Regions from separate parts of the Mus musculus genome. Here all the other regions are linked to region 1. Evidence: chromatin contacts called from public promoter capture Hi-C data. All regions are on one chromosome and are shown on one strand. The core of a region is the stretch at or near the end of the contact, and the rest is flanking DNA. Distances in the headings are between cores, read along the strand shown.

The links. Promoter capture Hi-C pulls out the DNA fragments that hold promoters and counts their contacts.
Region 2: a contact with region 1 is called in a promoter capture Hi-C map of embryonic stem cells, with 3 times the contacts expected there. The contact joins the enhancer-like site here to the promoter of Gins4 in region 1. A contact is called at or near these places in 9 of 39 promoter capture datasets (the 3T3-L1 cell line, the SN4741 cell line, cranial neural crest and 4 more).
Region 3: a contact with region 1 is called in a promoter capture Hi-C map of pre-B cells. The contact joins the promoter of Nek3 here to the promoter of Gins4 in region 1. A contact is called at or near these places in 1 of 39 promoter capture datasets (pre-B cells), 1 of 484 Hi-C or Micro-C datasets (CD4 T cells) and 2 of 9 other capture datasets (adipose tissue and liver).
Region 4: a contact with region 1 is called in a promoter capture Hi-C map of pre-B cells, with 3 times the contacts expected there. The contact joins the promoter of Ckap2 here to the promoter of Gins4 in region 1. A contact is called at or near these places in 6 of 39 promoter capture datasets (the 3T3-L1 cell line, the C10 cell line, the HPC-7 cell line and 3 more), 1 of 484 Hi-C or Micro-C datasets (B cells) and 2 of 9 other capture datasets (adipose tissue and liver).

Annotation. Positions count from the first base shown.
Region 1 is chr8:23,236,207-23,239,161 of GRCm38.p6, reverse strand. Gins4 (GINS complex subunit 4 (Sld5 homolog)) reads left to right here and starts at 1,494. Exons shown (of 8, transcript NM_024240.6): 1 at 1,494-1,692; 2 at 2,063-2,182. The coding sequence starts at 2,087. It overlaps Gm39141 (a long non-coding RNA gene), which reads right to left and starts at 1,382. Exons shown (of 3, transcript XR_870246.2): 1 at 1,294-1,382.
Region 2 is chr8:24,357,836-24,360,790 of GRCm38.p6, reverse strand. No RefSeq gene overlaps it. Among named protein-coding and RNA genes, the nearest start is that of Gm30633, 23 kb to the left of the region's middle. Within about 2 kb of position 1,445, at least 37 of the 459 cell types and tissues checked have an H3K27ac peak or open chromatin away from gene starts, as enhancers often do. A contact at or near this core is called in embryonic stem cells and stem cell-derived epiblast-like cells, where this site is marked.
Region 3 is chr8:22,165,036-22,167,990 of GRCm38.p6, reverse strand. It overlaps Nek3 (NIMA (never in mitosis gene a)-related expressed kinase 3), which reads left to right and starts at 1,556. Exons shown (of 16, transcript NM_011848.4): 1 at 1,556-1,613.
Region 4 is chr8:22,184,448-22,187,402 of GRCm38.p6, reverse strand. It overlaps Ckap2 (cytoskeleton associated protein 2), which reads left to right and starts at 1,584. Exons shown (of 9, transcript NM_001004140.2): 1 at 1,584-1,719. The coding sequence starts at 1,611. Gm29878 (a long non-coding RNA gene) reads right to left here and starts at 1,375. Exons shown (of 2, transcript XR_378798.3): 1 at 1,324-1,375; 2 at 251-318.

The DNA.
Region 1 (2,955 bases), core at 245-2,744:
ATATGTGGAACAAAATATAAGCATCCTGTTAGCAGATGAATATTAAAATGTTTACGCCACCAGGAGGCAGAGGTGGGTGGATCTTTATGAGTTTGAGGCTAATCTGCTCTACATAACAAGTTCCAGGTTCGTCAGAGTTACATGATGAGGCCCTGTATCAAATAAAAATAAATAATGAAAATTTTTTGTACGTCAGTGATAAACTGTAGAAAGAGATTTTGTTTTACTTAGTTGCTGGGGACTGGACCCAGGTTAAATGCTAAGATTGTACTGTACCACTGCACCACATTCCCCCGCTCCCATCTATACAAATCATTTTAATTTAAAAAATAGGTATAATACCAAGAATCTTTAGGCTACCACAAATTCAAATTTCCATAACTTTCTATTAGTCCTGTTATTTCTTTTTGTTGTTGTTGTGGTTTTGTTTTTGTTTTTCGAGATAGGGTTTCTCTGTGTAGCCTTGGCTGTCCTGGAACTCACTCTGTAGACCAGGCTGGCCTCAAACTCAGAAATCCACCTGCCTCTGCCTCCCAAGTGCTGGGCTTAGAGGCCTGTGCCACCACACCCGGCTCAATCCTCTGTTATTTCTTACTCTTTCAAGTAGTAATATGTCAGGATGCATAATTTATAGGTATATAAAACTATAAAAATTTGCAATCTGATTCCATCTCTGAAGCTAATTAGGAAGTTTGGCACTTAAAAAATATAAGGGGCTAGGGGCTGGAGAGATAGATAGCTCATTGGTTTAGAGCACTTGCTCTAAACCAGAGGACTGGAGTTTGGTTGTCGGTACCCATGTGGAACAGCTCATAACCACATGTTATGAGCTCCATCAGGATCCAGTGCATTCTTCTGTCCTCAGCTGGCACCACACTCATGTGCAAGCACACATACTAACATACATGAAAATAAGGAAATATATCTATAAAAATAATCTTAAGGGGGCTCAGTGGGTAACAGCACTTGCTATGCGATCGTGACCTGAGCATGTACCACATGCGTATATTGCATTCACACTCACTAAAAAGGTAGAATCCTAGAAAGTCAGTAGGCATTCTTTCATCACCAAAAAGAACAACTCAAATAACATTAGAGAACAACTCTGCGCAAAAAAAAAATGTAAAGGAAGGACAATGGAGTGAGTCTCTTAAATGTAGTTTCAACACACATATATGAATCTGTGAACAGGTTTGGCAATGGAACCAACCCACACACAGTAAATGTTAAAGGAAGGAAGGAACTGGGCCCTGTACCGATTCGCCACAAGACGGCGCTGCCTGGTTTCCTTACTGTGAGCCGAACGCCCCCACGTGGCCGTCCCGAGACGGTGCCACCCGGCACTTCACTCCCGGCCTCCTTCCCCGCCTTCCGGAAGTATGTTCTATAGCTCGGCAAGAGCCCGCCCCGGGGTAGGCGGGGCCAAGGGGCGTGTGTCCGCTTTCCCCTGGGCCTGATTGGTTAGTGCTCCCGCAGCGCGGAGACGTTTTCCTGTCGACGCTGTGTTTGGGGAAAGGAGCGCGGGAGCTGTACCGCTGCTGGTCGGGTCTGTGGGCCGCGGGCTTTCCGCGCGATCTCCGGCGCCCACCGCTCGGGGAGCCTCAGTCCGTGGTGTCCCCCGAGCGTGCCGGCTAGGAGAGAAGGGAAGAGGGATCCCTGAGCCGTGTAGCCGCTTTGAGTGCCAACTGCGAGGTGAGCGCTGGAGTGTCCAAGCGACCCCGGGTCAGTTGCAGCTGAGGACGCGATGTGCCGAGCACTTGACACGATGCACTTTTCTCATTTGAACCGAATGGGCTCCTGGGCCACTGAGGCAAAACGCTGCTCCTGGCGACGACAAGGAGCATTGCGGTTTAGTGTGGTATCTGCCCAGGTCCAGGCCCATGCAGCGGGAAAGATTAGGAGAGAAACCGACCAAGGGACTAAACCCAACACTGAAAAATCAGTCTCTGATTTCGCCATCCCTGGCCAGTGCACCCCCTTCAGCCCCAATAAACTTGTCCCTAAATGCCTTTTCTTGCAAGTAAGTGGGAGAAGCTTTTCAGGGTGTTGGTTTATTTTTCAGGTGTAGGTTCCCGGTTGAGAAACGATGACGGAGGTTCTGGATCTCCACGGACAGGACTCTGATGGGGGTAGTGAGGAGATGGTCCTAACTCCTGCAGAGCTCATTGAAAAGCTGGAGCAGGTAAGCACCCCAAATATGTCCCGTGTTCTTAGCTCTTAACTTACTCCAGGTGTGCAGTACCACGGCTCAGAAAATAAGGAAACAGAAGATTTGTTTCCAAAGAGCAGTGTTTGTAACATCTGCATAAAAATAGGAAGCCAGAAAGCAGGGCCTTCTTTAGGAGTCTCATCTTGTCAGTCTTCAAGGATGGCTAGTAAAAGTAGGCTTTGGACACATGTAGTAGAATGTTTCACAAAGCAATGCTCTGCTGTGCTATTTTGAGGACGTAAAGATGTGTGTGATCTGTAGAGAAGCATGCCATTTCTCTATAGTAGTCTCTTCCTCTGTTTCCTCCCCCATTGGAAGATATCTGCTCTAACAAGAAATTGCCATCCCTTTTGGTCATAATAGCAGTGATTATTTCTTGCATAGTTGTTGTTGTCGTCGTCGTCTTCTTCTTCTTCTTCTCCTTCTCCTTCTTTCTCCTTCTCCTTCTCCTTCTCCTTCTTCTTCTTCTTCTTCTTCTTCTTCCCCTCCTCCTTCTTTTCCTCCTCCTCCTCCTCCTCCTCCTCCTTCAATAATATCTTCTCATGAACCTCGGGTAGTTTAGGAATTCTGAACATGCTTGGGGTTTTTTAGGTTTTGTTTTTGCTTTTTGTTTGTTTGTTTTAAGTTTGTTTTTGAGATAGGGCCTCACTATGCATCACTGGCCGGTCTTGAACTCTCAGAGTTCACCTGCCTCTGCCCTCTGTGTGCTGGCAGTAAAAGCATGCACTGTGTTGCCCTATAAGTTC
Region 2 (2,955 bases), core at 196-2,695, 1.1 Mb before region 1:
TTCCTTCTCTTCTGTGAATAAAGGTATTTTAGCATTCTAGCCTTCCTCTGAATTTCATATGTACACATAGATCACATTTGTCTGTTAATACACTGGGTGTCTGTGTTTATCTCCTATTTAGTCTGTTGGTTTCAATGGTATCCCATTTCTAAAGCACCACTCATGCTATATAGCAGCTCTGTGTTGGTGCAATTTTTAAAGCCATTTTATTGTGTTCTTATACCTTTAACTCTCTTCCCCTTTCTCCGCGCCAATCCTTTCTAACCTCCCAATACTAGGTAGGAGAGAAAGAAGGTTAGAGGGGAAAGGGGGCATAGGCTTCTATAAGCTACTTCCTGCTGATAAGAAACACTAGGTTCCTTAGGGGAAAGTACAATGTTTATAGTCAGAATATCCAGAATATCCAGAAAACCAGCAATCCAGCAATAACAAATACAAAAGCAAACCAGCAGCAGCAGCTGGGTGACAGCAGATAGGACAGCAGCAGAGGGAGCAGCAGTCACTCTAGCCCCTCTCAGGACTCTCCCACTTATACCTTCTCCAGAATCCCCAGAATTAGACTCTCTGCCCCTGGCAAATATCACACCCCCGCTAGTGCATGAGGCAAATCATAATCACCTTCTATGACCCCGCTTCTTATCCCACACTTGGGATTCAAACAAAAACATAGTCATGTAACATAACTGTGTTTTTAAAGAAACCCAAACTCTCACTACAGCTATATTCTCTCTTCAGTTCTAGAACAATCTCTTGTATAAGCTTGTTCTCTTGTTGTCTTTGAATTTCACTCTTCAAACTTGAGACAGGAACTGGCCATGGTGGCTTGGTAGGCTGTAGAATTTTCAGGGCCCCTCACCCATCGGAAACTACTCAGGCTCTACCTATCGACCCATTTTTCCTGTGTATTGAAATTATTTTGAGTTATCTTTCTCTACTTGAATATTTGGTAGATGGCTTTGGAAGGCTGGGAGTTAAATTCAGATCCTTAGACATGCTAAGCGATATATGATTCAGCCATACCCCTGCTCAAAACTGATTGTTTTAATAAAAGCAAAGACAGGGAAAGTTAAAAGATAGAGCAGAAGTTCCTTTTTTCAAGGATATAAGGAATGAGTCTTTTCTGCATTAGAGAAACTATGAATCACAAGAGGAGAAGGATTTAGTGCAGGGTTTCAATCTAGGAAACAACCTGACCCTTAATCTCTGAGCTTTCCCCTGTTGTCTCCCTTTGAGCAATACTTTAAATACCTTAAATTCCTTTCACTTTGGCTTCAGCTGGAGATATCTAAACTTGGTTCTCAAGCCACCTCTTTTAAATCTCTCTTTTTTTCTGTTCATCTTCTAGTGTCACAAGCAAGGATTGGGTATGGAGGACACCCACTGGGATTTCCAGGGTCTTGTCAGAAACAAGAATTAGACCTGAAGCATATGGATAGTGAGAGAAACAAAGGAACTGGGCTGGAGAGGTTAAGAAGCAACCAGACACTGCACTGCACTGGGCTGGGCTGGGCTGGGCTGGGCTGGGCTGGGCTGGGCTGGGCTGGGCTGGGCTGGGCTGGGCTGGGCTGGGCTGAGGTGAGCTGGGCTGGGCTGAGGTGAGCTGGGCTGGGCTGGGCTGGGCTGGGCTGGACTGGTCTGGATCTGTACAATGCAGGCTTTCTACCAGAGTGCTGTTAATGTGAGCCTTGGTGGGGAGGGCCCACAGATTTTCATGGATTCCTTCACATGTTAGTCTATATACTCCCCCTCCCCACTCTTCTGTATTGTGTACATGTGAGCTATCCTGTCGACAAACTTCTCTCTTTCTCTATTTTTCCCCACTTCAATCGGTCCTTTGTTGCAGAAGGTCCTGGTTAAGAATTCAGAGTAGAAGTGAATTATTTTTGCCTCTTACACAGATAATAAATGCTTAAGAAACATTTCCTGAGTTACACGCCAGATTATATTAACAACAGAGCCCGACAATGAAGATGTCTCTGCATCTACCAGGACACTTAAGTTTCTCAAATGTTTGCATGATAGTTAATATACAAAACGATTTTCAGGCCTTCTGTTACTGGCTCTGGGGTATTGTTAGCATACACATGATTCTGCTGGCTTGCCCTTGGGGACCTGGCAATTGCTTACCTTATCACCTGCCACTGCTGAGGCCAAGTGAGCCAGATGTGGACTGCTAGCTACCCTAGCTCTCTCTCTGTTGTCCCCAGCCAGTCTCCCTCTCCCCATTTCTGTTGTCCTCTGTTCCCCCCCCCCCCGACTCTGCTCTCAAGGCTCTGCTCCTGTCTGTCTGCCTGTCCACATATCTACTCATCTGCCTCTAACCCTTCTCCAGTTTTCACCTCCTCCCTTCCCCCAAATAAACCCTCTTACACCAACCAGATCTGTTACATTATATTTCATAACAGGTATGGCTACTTGAAAACCAATACACCAGAGACAGTGCCTGGTTGGAAGGAAGTGAGATGCTTTTTCAGGTACCATGACCCTGGAGGTGGAAGAGTTAGCGCATATTCTAGGCTCCTTCGTGAGGAACTCAAGCATGTGGAAGGTTTGTTTTTGTGGGGAGGGAGAAAAGGATCAGGGGTAGGGTATTTGCCTCTTGCTTTTCTTCCCTAGGTCCAGTTCCAAGTAGTTACACCTCACAGAAGTCTATGTGCAGTGCTAGCCAGTGCAGAGGATTACAGAACAAGGATGGCACTGCTAACTTTGAGTGGCAGTAAAAGCTTTGCTCACCTAGAGCTTGTGTGTCTGGAATTGCATGGCTGCCCTTCCCTTAGAGGTGCCTCCTGGAGATATTTTTATTTAAGTAGAGAGGGGGTAGGTGAGAGAACAAAGTAGTGCTTTGGCATGAAGGCCCATAAGGGTAGGAAGGGTGAGGGCTTCTTAAGGAAGTGGCCCCAGGCCTTCAACCCAAGAGGACAATGCACAGTTGCAGAATGCATTGATTAGGTTTCT
Region 3 (2,955 bases), core at 307-2,806, 1.1 Mb after region 1:
CAGGCTCAGTAGTTATCCACTTCTGCCAGCCTTCAGAACAGTGCCTCAAGCTGGAGACCAGGCATTCTAAACATAAGCTTTAGGGATAACTCAGATTCAAACTGAGTGTTGGTGAGGTCTAGGGATGGAAAGCTTCCTGTCTGCGAAGCATGAACTGTGGATGAACTACATGCTCGCCCGTAACTCCATCCTTGGATGTTGCGGCTGGACTGTTCTCCACCACAGGTGGTCTGTACCACACCCACTTTTCCCCCGGTATCTTCTTTCTTTTGTTTAATTCCCACCCATTGAGATTTATTTATTTTTATGTGCATGTATATCTATGCACCACATGAGTGCAGTACCCTCAGAAGCCAGAAGAAGGTGTGAGGCCCCTTGGAGAAACTGACAGTTGTAAGCTGCCACAGGGAGCTGGGAATTGAACCTGGGTCTGTCCTTCCCTCCAGGGATTTCCAAAACCAAGTCATTTTTGGTTGTCAAGCTAGTGGTTCACACACGTAATCCCAGCAGAGGTGGCAGACCTGTGCTTTCCAGGCTGGTCTAGCCTTCGTAATGAAAACTATCTCCAAAAATAAAACAGATGGGGAGACAGCATAGTGAGTACCGGCATCAGTTGGTGGACAGAGAGAGCCCCGAGACACAACAGCCCCAGCAAAGAATCAAGAGTCCCAAATGTGGACAGTGCTGCAGCTGAGGAACCCTGATAGATTCCTCTCCTCTCCTCTCTCAATGCTACTTAATGACTTACACTGCCTGATAAACCACCTATTCCAGCAATTGACTTGTAGGTTTCCAGTGTCCCTTTCTACCCTGCCTCCCGCCCCCTCAGGGTCTAGTTCCCTGCTTCCCTGCTGTACATTTGACTGTAGCCTGGTTGGCCATTGGACCCTCTGCCTAACATCTTGGGGGTGTCTGGGTCTGCTGTCCTGTGATTTGAATTTCTTCTACAAACATTAGTTCCATCTGGGATCAGTAGGGAAGGGGAGAAGGGGAGGGTGGGGTGAACAGTCTCGTCAGTTGAGGCCAGATTTTGGTCTCATTCCTGCCTTTTGTTCCTTTATTCTGCACCCCTAAATGTTAACACTTGAGACAGTCCTGACTTGCCTACCAGGAACTTGCTCTGTAAACTAGGTTGGCGTCCAATTCTGGATCTCCTGCCTCAGCTTTCCGAATGCAGGGATTACAGACATCCTACCACGTCCTGGTACAACTAGAATCTTAATAACTTTCTGCTATTTCCGGGAAGAAATACACATTTCAGAATGAGATGCATTATTTTGGGGTGGTGCATTATTTTGTTTTTCACTTTTTCCAAAGTCATACAGTAAATGCTAGCAGTGTCCCTGTGGAATTTATGTTTGTTGTCTGTCTGCCTAATCTGGAGCAATAACTCAAATTACTGGGGGCACCGGTTCAAAACGTTAGCAATATCCTACCGCAAGGTGGCAAAACAGCTTTAAAACAGCTCTTTGGGGCTCAGCTACTCAGAGAACAGCGCCTAGGGCCAGACCTCAACAGTTTCCTCTGCCCACAGCTAGGGGCACGCCCCGCCCACGCCCCGCCCACTTCCCAGGCCTCGCAAGGAGCGGAGAAGCGACGCACGCCGCTGGGAGGTGGGTGAAGGGAGCTGTACGGGTCGGCCGCGGTGGAGAGAGGAGCGGGTGGAGCCTCTTGCCCCCCCCCCCCCCGCCCCCTAAGCCGCCGGTCGGCGCTCGCCCGCTGCGGGGCGACGGCCAAATGTGGGCGCATCACTCAGCCCGTAGGCTGTGCGCCCCAGTCGCTGAGTTCGGTGCGCGCATGCGCGTCGGAGACTGCTCGTGCGGCTGAAGCGGAGCAGCTTCGGGAGGGTGGGTGTTTTGGTAGGGAAAGGTTGGTGGGTCTCCAGGGTGTGTGTCCTGGGATCTCTGTCTAAACTGACCCCGCTTCTGGGCACTTGCAAATCACTTTAGGCTCTTTTAAACAATTGGTTTATCTTTATTAAAGGCGTATTTGTTTATAAACACTGGAAGGAACCCATCAGCTTTCGCCACACCTAGTGTAATAAGGCTTGTGTTTATGGGTGTAATACTGGCTATCGAACACATGGAGATTAAAAATACTAACTTGATTTTTCAGTCAAGGAAAGCCTGGTTGCTCATCAGTCATTTTGATAGCATAGGTAAAAGTCCTCAGGCACCAGGAACAGGAAAAAAGCAATTGAAACCAGAGACCACTTAAGACCCCTGTGAAGACCAGTGTGAAGGGCTTGGTTGTTTTCTTCTAGGTTTTTATTGGTTGGGGGGGGGGGGGAGCGGTGGGGGGACAGCCCCCATTTGTAGCCCTGGCTGGCCTGAAACCCATGGTGTGAATTAGTTGACTTTGGACTTAGCAGTGGTTACAGGCTGTGATTCACCAACTTCTGCCTCCTGAGTGTCATAGGTCTGTTACTTGTGTCTGGGTGTGTTCAAATGCCTCACTCCTGGAAACACGGCGTTGGATTTGGTTATATGGAGGATTTGTTGCTATAGTCTCCTGGTAACTCTGTGATAGACTGGAAAGCAAACTGGAAGGCACAGTCTATTTGTTTGGCTAGTTTTTGAGACAGTGGCTGGCCTGAGACCCATGGCGATCATCTTGCCTCTGCCTCTTAAGTGCTAATCTTACAGGTGTTGACTACCCAACCCCAGCTACGGACTAGAAGCTTTGCAGGTCCTAGCAGGGTTTGATCTTCGATGTTTGTACTACATCTTGTGCTCTACATTTTACAGCTTGTGGGTGGTTTAAATAAATAAATAAATAAAAACAATTTAGCTTTGTGAACGGAAAAAAATCAAGTAATTCATGCCAGTATTTTTCCTGTGATGAAAAAAGTGTATGAGTTCTAAGTGTAGGCGTCTCCCACAACTTCTATCCCACCCGTGTAGTCCAGGGTCTTTAACATGTTAGGCAAGCAGCTACCTCGGGTCTTCCTGAGAC
Region 4 (2,955 bases), core at 335-2,834, 1.1 Mb after region 1:
GCGTCTAACATGATGTCAGGTGTCCTAAGGTCTGAGGTGGGGGTTGGGATAGGGGCAAGGGGTGGCTATTTAATGGGTTACAGATAGCTCAAGATAGGTTGTATCTGGGCCCTGGTCCTGCAACATCCCAAGCTCTCCACAACCTTTGAGGTTCCAATCAGTTAATCAGTTTGAAGATGTAGCTTTTTTCCTAGAAATATGTTTCACACATGTCATTTTTCTGAGGGAGTACAGCAATGAACCACCACTGTTAGCATGTCTGGGTTTTATGTTGGTGACATGTTTAAATGATGGGCGTCAAAGGTTAAGGCAGCATGCCTAAAAAGACAAACATAGACAAATTGTTCAACAGGAGTTGGTTTTGTTAGCATTCTGTCTAAGCTCCGCCCCACAGTTACCTGGCAATAGCCAGGCTTGCCTGACTCACTATGAGAGGGGCTGCTTGCTACCTCTGCCCTCTTCCCTCCTTTGCTCTCTCTTGTCTTCTTGCTCCTGCTCTGTCCTCTCACCCCTACTCCCCCTTGTCTACATGTGCTCTCAGCCAGCCTCTATTCCTCAACTCTCTCTGCCTTTCTCTGTCTCTAATACCCTTTTAACTCCCTTCCCCATTCCCTGAGTAAACTCTATTCTATACTATACCCATGGGCCTGCGGGGGCACCCCATACCTGACTACACATCCACCAAAACATATTCCTTCTTTCCTTTATCTTTTTATAACACACAATAGGTTTAACTTCACAGAATTATATCCTGCCTTGAAAGAGCAGAGGGTTATATCCTCAGTTTTCTTTTTCTTCTGTCTCCTACACTTGTTTGCATTTCACAAATGCATATATAAATGCACAGAAAGGGCTGGGCATAGAGTTGTAATCTTAGCACTCAGGAGGTCAAGGAAGACTGCAAGTGAGTTCTAGGCCAGCCTGTGCTACGTAGCAAGATTTTCAATAAAATAACAGCACAAAGGTAGATCTCAACTTAAGATTTTGTTTGCAAAGTCGGGCAAGTGGTGGCACACGCCTTTAATCCCAGCATTTGGGAGACAGAGGCAGGTGGATTTCTGAGTTCGAGGCCAGCCTGGTCTACAGAGTGAGTCCCAGGGCAGCCAGTGCTATACAGAGAAACCCTGTCTTGAAAAACCGAAAAAAGAAAAAAAAAAAAAAAGGTTTTGTTTGCAAGCTGTGCAAACACGAGACACCTAACATCTGAGCTCATCATCTCGCTTGCGAGGTATAATCGCAACCTAATTCTGTTAAGCAGCTCCAAAGATCATTCGGGAACTTGTCCTCAGGGAAAGCAATGAGCCTTATCCCTAAGGAGCGCACCAGCATTTGACAGGTGCAGTCACTGCGGTCCTTTGGCTTCCTCTGGGCTGTGTCTGAAGACATGTCCTGACTTGTCAAGCCTGGTCCTGCTATATCCTGAGGATTCAACAAGCCCGCTCCAACGGCGTCATCCATCCAGTTGGGAGAGCTTTGTTCGATTTTGAAATTTCTCGCCGGCTGCCAAGTCTCTGGATTCTGGGACGGCCCCGCCCCTCGCCTGGGCCCCGCCCCTCCGCGCTCATTGGTCCGTTCAATCCACGCCGGCGCCGAGGCGCGCTCATTAAGCGATGGCAGAGTCCAGGAAACGCTTCCTTGGCAGGGCTGCGAGGAATCCCTTGCCGGTGACCCGGGACCTGCAGCTGCCCCCGACCAGGCGAGACCAGCCGGCCTTCCGAGGTGAGCGATGGCACGGGGCCTCGGCCGCTAACTCTCTCTGAGAGCCCAGGCCGCTGCCGAGGGTAGCGCGTGGCTCGGCTCCTGCCGGGGCCAGCGGTTTATCTTCGGGGTCTGAGGGCGGGGGCGGGGCTGCCCGGACCCCCGACTGCGCCTGCGCGCGCGCTCGCTAGCTCCCGGGTTCTCCTATCTCTGTGCTTGGAACGTGGAGGTGAGGCTGGGACTGTTTGCATGATGTCCTGGACGTTTTGGAAAAATGGAGTTGAATGGTCTGCAGCAAGAATGTGGAAAACTTATGTAAGTTGGTCAGAATTTGGCGACTGGTATCAGATCTCTCTACACAGTTGTTTCTGGAACCCTATATTGAAATGTGTTCCCTGCAATTTTCACTCGATTAGGACATTTGATGCTATTTATTTATTTATTTATTTATTTGGGAGGATGAACCTCAGAGCTTTGTATACGCTAGGCAAGTATTCTATCATTGAGCACAAGCTAGAGTCCTGAGAGGAGGGAACCTAAACTGAGAAGATGTTTCCACAAGATCAGGCAGGCTGTAGGCCAGCCTGTAGGGCATCTTCTTAATTAGAGATTGATGGGAGAGGGAGGGCCCCGCCCATTGTGGGCGGTGCCACCCCTGGGCTAGTGGTCTTGAGTGCTATTTAAAAACAAAAACAAACAAACCAGGCAGAGCAAGCCTTGTAGCTACACTTCTTCATGGCACCAAGTTCCTGCCCTAACTGCTTTTGATGATGAGCTAACTGTACTATGGAGATATTAGTAAATGAACCCATTCTTCCCCAAGTTGCCTTTGGTGAGAGTGTTTTCATCACAGTAATAGTAAGCCTAAAACAGCACCTTGCATGTAATTTCTGATTCATGGGATCATTTGTCTAAATTGAGAAATCTCCTATTGTGTTGTTATAGGAATAATCTCTTTTCCCAGGGAGGAGACACTCCACACCCTTAGTGGTTACTCTTTAAAGCTCTTTAGTAGAAGTTGTTCGCTCTGGCTAGCACCCAAGGAAGAGCCAGCCCTGAATACGAGACTTCATTGGCTTTTTAAACACTTTAGACTGGTGCTTTCTTGTCGCTTTGGTTTTTGTTGTTGTTTTGAGACAGGGTTTCTCTGTAGCTCTAGCTGCCTGGAACTTGATCTGTAGACCAGGCTGGCCTTGAACTCAAGAATGTCTGCCTCTGCTTCCTGGGGTAGGCTTGTGCATTTTACACTACTCTCAT